Regions from separate parts of the Anser cygnoides genome. Here region 2 is linked to region 1. A link is a contact called in public Hi-C data. All regions are on one chromosome and are shown on one strand. Each heading gives the region's core, a stretch centred on a gene start, on an enhancer-like site or on the middle of the called end of the contact. The rest is flanking DNA. Distances are from core to core; before and after follow the strand shown.

Evidence for each region. Hi-C and Micro-C count contacts between places; a contact is called where the count stands out from the background.
Region 2: a contact with region 1 is called in a Hi-C map of liver, with 2.6 times the contacts expected there. The contact joins the promoter of FJX1 here to the enhancer-like site in region 1. A contact is called at or near these places in 3 of 7 Hi-C or Micro-C datasets (granulosa cells and liver).

What each region holds. Positions count from the first base shown.
Region 1 is chr5:16,959,079-16,962,671 of Taihu_goose_T2T_genome, forward strand. The region is part of intron 2 of LDLRAD3 (low density lipoprotein receptor class A domain containing 3); the gene reads right to left. Among named protein-coding and RNA genes, the nearest start is that of LDLRAD3, 48 kb to the right of the region's middle. Within about 2 kb of position 1,858, at least 1 of the 3 cell types and tissues checked has open chromatin away from gene starts, as enhancers often do.
Region 2 is chr5:17,094,207-17,097,799 of Taihu_goose_T2T_genome, forward strand. It overlaps FJX1 (four-jointed box kinase 1), which reads right to left and starts at 1,836. Exons shown (of 1, transcript XM_048045828.2): 1 at 1-1,836. The coding sequence starts at 1,690. The coding sequence ends at 527.

The DNA.
Region 1 (3,593 bases), core at 608-3,107:
AAATGGCTTTCGGAAGAGTGGTGAAGGAAAATCTAGACTTCTGGGTATTTGGTATCTCTCATTCTGGCTGCTGTCATGCCAGGCACTTAGCACGGATGATGTGCCATGCTCTGAATCTGCACCATCTGCTGCTCGTTAGCTGACAAAGGCAGCAACGTGCCATCTCTCCACTAGCTGTTGCTCATTAGCTGACAAAAGCCGTTTTCAGTGATCACATTGTTCTTTCGGTAATAGTCTAATACAAAGAAGTACAAAAGAGCAAAGAAAGGAGGAAACAAAGATGACAGAGTACATTAGGAGCTTAACTAAGAACATTATTGTACTCCCAAATCTCCCAGAGAAAACCCTCCCAGCAGCGGGACGGAGGCCTCGGCCCCGCAGGAATATGTCAGCAGGCAGGTATATCGGACAGCATTACAGATAATCCGTGTACCTCAAAATGCTTTGAAACATCCAAAAATATTTTTAGGCTCTTCCTCATCAGATTCTCTCACGTGTAACTCTGGATCTTCTACACCTGCTAACAGACTGGGAATGCTGAGCAGCTGACAGCACACAGCGCCCATCCTGACCCGCGCCAGCGCTACGCTCCAGGCGTACGTACGCCTGGGATATAGCTGGAGCACGATCCAGGAGCTATGCAGTCAACAACTGAATGCTCCCCAGGAAAGTCCTGTTGGTAAAGACTCTGCTCCTGTCAAGAGGAGCCTCAGCTACCATTACAGAGCATGTACACAGCTACAGAGCAATAGTAGCAGCAACTAAAAGCCCACCAGCGTTCAAAGGAGAACTGCACGAGCAGTACGTGAGCTCACAGGCCAGCTAACAATCCAACGGATGAGAAATGGCAGAGCCAGGGGAACAACTTACAGAAAGCTTCTCCATTCTGAGAGATGCACTGAAGGAAGTTATTTGCACTACTGAGAACAAGAAATACTCCGAAACATTTACACTGACATGGTCAATTGCTTTCCAAGCTCAGTTAGTGGCTTGGAGGAAGAGCCAAAGAGATGCTCTGCTTCAAGGAGAGGCATTTCTCATTTACAACAGTAAGTCCCTGTCTCAGCTTCTTCCCTCCCTCTTATGCCTTTTCTCAACCCTCCTGCCTGGATAAAACTGGATGAAGTTTTTCTGTTGCCAAGTCACCATGACATAAGGAAGAGTAAAGATATTCTGTGTGCCAAACAGCGTACAGACAGCTGGCATGGGAAGTGTTAAACTGATCACAGGTCAGGGCAGAGAGGAAGCCAGGAACACGACAGATGGTATGGGTTCTGGCAAATGCAGAAGATGAAGAAAAAACCCACAAGCAAAGTGACGTGGTTAACAGAGAAGGTCCTCCACACAGAAGACAGAAAAAGCACAAGTGGAACAGAAGGAAGAGCAGATATGAATGGACAAAGCATACATAATTCTGCTTTTGCAGAATTCCTCCAAATCAAGAACCAGCATTTTTCACACAACGGCTGCAGAAAACAAAAAGCAGAACTTCAGAGTGTAAGTTTTCATCTCCGAAGGGTAATAAACAGAACAAAATGGCACAGTAATGGAATGCATCAGATATTGCTGGGCACCCATGTTCAACCATAAGGCAATCCAAAAGGGAGGGAAAGACGTTGCACTTGACGGCACACGTGTGAAACTGCCTCCGTGGGCACGCCAAAACACAGCGCACTTGCTTCACAAAGATATCAGCCTGCAGGACCATCTGAATCCAGCAAGCAAGCTCCTATTCACACACAAACATTTTAAAGCAAGGTTAAAGCCTTTAAATGTGAAGTAGTTAGTCGATGAGGAATCACAGACAAAGCAGCTTAAAGCATGGCTCAGGGTAGTAACACACTGGGAACTCAGCCATCTCGTGCTGCTAATGCAACTCCTACGGCTTTGTCTCCACTATCAACAGCTCAGCTAATGCAAAGCAACATCACAGCAGAAAACAAAGGGCTCTGCTTTTGCTGCAAGGTAAGCTGTAGTAAGCAGAGCCCTGTTCTGATAGGAGGAAGGTAACAAAGCCTAGCCTAAAACAATTTTAAAAAAATAACGCTTTCTACCTATACACAAACACACACGCCCCTCAAGCCTTGTGATCCTAGAGCAGCACTTTCAGGCACAGCTGCCCTCTCTTAAGGAACTTGGCACTAGTAACCAATACTGCTGGTGCAGCGACACAGCCAGATGTGACACACGCACATCTTGAGTGCCAACCTGCTCAATTTCCCACTGCTGTTTCTGCAGTCAGGAGGCTCAGTTCTTAGGCTCCTACACCCCTCTCTCCCCAACACTAAGGACCTGCACATTAACAACACTACATATCTTTAAAAGTCGCTTGCTTCAGCTTCAATCACTGGAAAGTGATTATATATTAGGGGGAAAAAAATCTTGGAAGGGATATACAAACACTGGAGCAGGATTCCAGTGAGGCTGTGGACTCTTCACCCTTGGAGATGCTCAGCAATTGAGCAGACAAGGCTCTGAGCGACTCTGATCCACACTAGTCCTGCTTTGAGCAGGCAGCTGGACCAAAAGACTTCCAGAATCCTTTCCAGCTTAAATTAATCTATGAACCTCTCTTTACAGATTGGCACAAGCTGGAGAGGGGGAGAAGAGACAAGTGATTTTTCATCCTCCACCGTTCCCAAACGAAATGCCTTTCAGTGCTTAGCTCTGACCTAGAAACTCTCTACCACCACTTTTGGATTGCTTAAACTGATCCAAATTTTCATCACCATGTAAAAGACTGGTTGGTGACAACTATAAGAATATCTCAGAAGAGTTGGCCCATTTTCAAAATTCATCACAAAAGCAAAAGAAACTTTTTTTGTGGCACTCACTATACCCACATATTTAAGAGACTGAATTGGCCCTCGTAAGCTTATCAGCAAGTCCAGAAGTCTAGGTGCTTAGTGGGATTCAAAATGGGATATTTCCCGGGTTAGAAGGATCATCCACCCTCGAGACAGTAAACCAGCTTCCTGAACTCAGTCATAAGCCAACAACTAACACCACGAAGCCTTTCCAGCCTCCTTCATAACTCCGTAATTCTGCCTCCCAGGCAGACAGCTCTTGTCCCTTTGCCACACCTGCCAATGAAGGGGACCCTGGTGACGAGATCATTTCTCTTGTGAACTTTGTGACCACTGACATGGTCCTAAACAGGAAAACGCAAACACACACACACACACACACCTTGACTCTGAAAGGAGCACGGGGCGTAGCACCCCACAAAGAGCGGCTGTTAAAAGCTGTCTAGTAAAACAGAGAGGAAGGAGATGCAAAACAGGCAGCTTGAAACTCTCTGGATGCATTACAGAGCCTTGTTTGCATGAATATTAATTTCTTGCTTGGAGATTCAAATGAGCACTATTTCCATTCTGTTTTGGCTTATCTGACCTGTTAACAGCAAGCCAGCACAGGATATGAATCCCTTGCTCTCCCTGCTGTCTCTTTTCCATGCTAATTTTACATTATAAAGGTGATCAGTTAGAGCAGATAGATGTATGTGAAGAAGAAAGAACAGTCTAATTACCTCCATTAACTTGGGTATGATCAAAAGGATGCTCGTCCTGAAAACTGTTAGCCAATCAAGAGAG
Region 2 (3,593 bases), core at 586-3,085, 140 kb after region 1:
AGGTGTGCGCTTCTTTTTCCAGGCTTGGGCACATAGTCGGGACAAAACAGACAAAACATCGGGCACGCTTTACTGAACCATCAGTTTCTTTAGTATGTCACAGAAAGGCTTATGAACATTTATAATGTACATAAAAGGCAGACTTTGTAAAATAAAAAGGTCCTTTTTTTTATAAAAAATTAAAAAGTCAAAGTAAAGTGCATGGGACAGTTTCGTTCTCCGCTTTAACTATCACATCAAAGTCTTGGCACGCAGCGATGCGTCTGGAGCCTGGGAGATCCTCTTCCGTCCCCCACGCGCCGGTTACGTTACGGGTCAAATCAAAGGATGGCGACGATCACGAACACACACCGGGGATCCGAGCAGTCGAACCAGGAGCGCCCACGACACAGACTAACAGCTACCGGGACGGGGGCTTTCTACACGCTTCCTTCTCAGCGGCGACATCCAGCAACCGCCCGAGGGGGGGTCCCTGGGTGCGTGGGACCACCACCGGCACCCGGCTTCGGGCACCCCGCGGCGGGGGTCAGAGCGCGGCGGCCTGCGCGCGGCAGTGGGCGATGTGGCGGTGCACGAAGTCGACGCGGGCCTGCAGCAGCTCGGCCTGGCGCTCCGAGAGGAACCCGAGGTGGGCCCAGAGGGGCTCCCGGGCCCGGTAGCGGCGGCGCAGCTCGGCGGCGGCGCTGCGGCGGCGGTGCAGCTCGGCCACCCGCCTGGCCGTGCCCTCGCGGAAGACGCAGACGGAGCGCAGCAGCGGCTCGTGGTAGGGGTCCCAGACGGCGAGCAGGCGGTAGCCGTGCACCAGCCCGGCCTCGTTGTCCATGAAGACCAGCCCGCCGTCGGGGCCGCGCAGCAGGTTGCTGGTGGCGCGCCGCATGACGCGCGGGTCCCACTGCAGGCTGAAGAGGTTGCTGGCCAGCCGGTCGAAGTTGGCCGTCAGGTAGTCGAAGAGGATCAGGTCGCTCCACTGCACCAGCTCCACCAGCTGCGCCGCGGGCAGCCCGCCCAGCTCCGCCGCCGACAGCGCCCGCGGCCGCCGCCCGCCGCCCGCCTCGGCGCCCCAGGGCGCGGGGGCCACCACGGCCGTCAGGTTGTCCACCCAGCGCGTCAGGCTCACCACGGCGCCCTCGGCCCACAGCGAGCCGCGCAGCTCCTCCCGCACCGGCTCCCACTGCCGCCCGCGGGGCTCCACCAGCGCCAGCGCCATGGGCGGCAGGCGCTGCTGCATGCCCAGCACGCCGGCCAGGTGGTAGGACAGCGCCTCGCCCTGGATCTGCTCCGGGCTCACCCCGTAGCGCACGCAGGCCCGGCTCCCGTCCGACAGCCGCGCCAGCCGGTTCGAGCTGCGCCCGCAGCCGCCGCGCTCCAGCGACGACACCCGGGCGGCGCGGGCGGCCGCCGGCCACGACGCCGCCTCCTCGGCCGCGAAGCCCGGCGGCACCCGCGCCTCCAGCTCCCGGCTCCAGAAGATGCCCCGCCGCACCGGCGCCGCCCGCCCGGCCGCCTCCTCCTCCTCCTCCTGCTGCTGCTGCTGCTCCCGGCCCACGGCCAGCAGCGCCCGGAAAGTTTTCTGCCCGCCGCGCCGGGGCTCGCCCCGCTCCGGCCCGGGCGCCGGCGGGGGCAGCGCGCAGAGCCCCAGCAGCGCGCCCAGCGCCAGCAGCCCCAGCGCGGCGCGGCCGCCCCGCTCCATGCCGCCCGCCGCCGCCTCACGCTGCGGGACGCGGCGCGGACCCGGCCCCGGCCCCGGCCCCGGCGCGGCGCTGCCCCATGGCGGCGGGGAGCGGAGCCGCTGCGAGCCCGGCCCGGCCCGGCGGCAGCCCCGCGCCCTGTGCGCCCAGCCCCGGCAGCGGGGGGCCCCGCGCCGCCCCCGGCACCGCCCCTAAAAGCGGCGACGCGGCGGTGGGGCCGGGCCGAGCCCCCCGCCCGCCCCCGTGAGGCGCCAGCGCCCCCCGCAGGGCCCGGGCCCGAGCTGCAGCCGCCGCCGGCCGGGGAAGCCGCGGGGCCCTGCGCCCCGCCGCCCGCCCGTGTCAGCCGCGGGCCCGGCAGGCGGTCGACAGGCCGAGCCCCGGCCGGCTGCGGCCGCACCGCCTCCACAAGCCCCCGGGGCAGGGCCGGGGCCCCGAGCCGCCCCGCCGCCAGGTGTGTGGGCACCGCAAGCTCCCCAGGCCTGCGCCGAGGAAGGGAGAGGTGGCCCCTGCCCAGACCCAGCGTCCTAGCACGTGGAAAGGCAACAGTTTCTGGCTTCCCCCTGTTGCTTCTTAAATTAAATCATTTTAGCTGCTATGTGAAGCCAGGCTCTGAGTAACTAGCACCTCTGGTTTGGGGGATACCTGATCCTGCATTTAACTCACCTCAATGCCAAGCCCATGAGTGCAAAGAGTGCTGTACCAGGCTCTGAGGGGCCATGAGCTCCTCCCCTGGACATGGCAGCACGGTGAGCATCTCCCAGCAGCACAACGCACCAAGTCCTTTCTCTGCCTCCAATTCTGGTGCCAGATCCTGGCTGAGGTGGTATTAGGGCATCTTGCCCTAGTGCAGCACCAGGACTCTAGATTGCAGCCTCCTACAGCCCTTTGCGCAGCTCCTTCCCACTGGGAGAGCTTCTCCAGATCAGCCTGCCCTCTTCTTCTTCCCTACCCATCACCTTCCCCAGCACTGCTCTCCCTGGGCAGCTCCTTCTCACTCCTATTTAGTAGCTCTGGCTCCTGGCAGTCAGCTGGTGCCAATGAGCTCCCGAAGCAGTACCTCCGTTTGTATTTATCTTTAAAGGTACCAGCCCAGGCTGCCCTCAGGAGAGGTGCAGGTGGCTGTGCTGCGTGTCTGCACCCGTGGGGCTGGGCTCAGTCCTGGTGATGTGAAAGGGGCTGCAGGTGGGGAAGTGATGCTCCTGCTTCCTCAGTGCTGCATGTTTCCATCCCCCTGTGCTTCCACCCTTTGTGTTTGTGTCACTGGATCACTGCCCACCTGGAACAGCCCTCGGTCATGCTGCTGGCATGTCTCGCTTCTGCCCTTGGCAAGGGAGCTGCCCCGGGCAGGGGGAAGAGCTGCGCCTGCAAAAGCTTCGAGTACGGATGCAGGGCTACCAGCAGAGCAGCGCTGCTGGCAGTGCGGCTTGGTTCTCCTGGGGAAGGGTGGGACTCTTGGAATAAACTCTGCTGGCAAACGCTTGGTGTGCAGAGATGTTATGTGCTTCGTGTCACTATACGTTACGTCCTTCCTAGGAGCACTCTGCACAAACACAACAGCGGTGCAGTCCGCGTGTGTGCCTGGCCGTGGCTCGGTCAAGGTGGATTTGTGCGTCTCAGCCTAAAAGCATCCCTCGTGGTGAGGCACCCCAGCACCTGAAGGGCAGGGTTCCCTTCTTACTTCGGGAGGCAGGGCTGGAGAAGGCATTACATAGCAGGGAGATGAGCGTTAGAGACCTTGCCCTTCAGGTGTGGGGGCAGTTTCTGGAAGTATTTTACAAACATGTCTCAGCCCGGAGCAGGGAGACTTGGGAAGCTTTTCTATTGCTTGGGCTCCGCTTCTGGTTTCTCAGAAAAGCTCCCTGACAGATGGGGCTCCTGAGGTCTTTTTCTGCAATCTGAAGCACC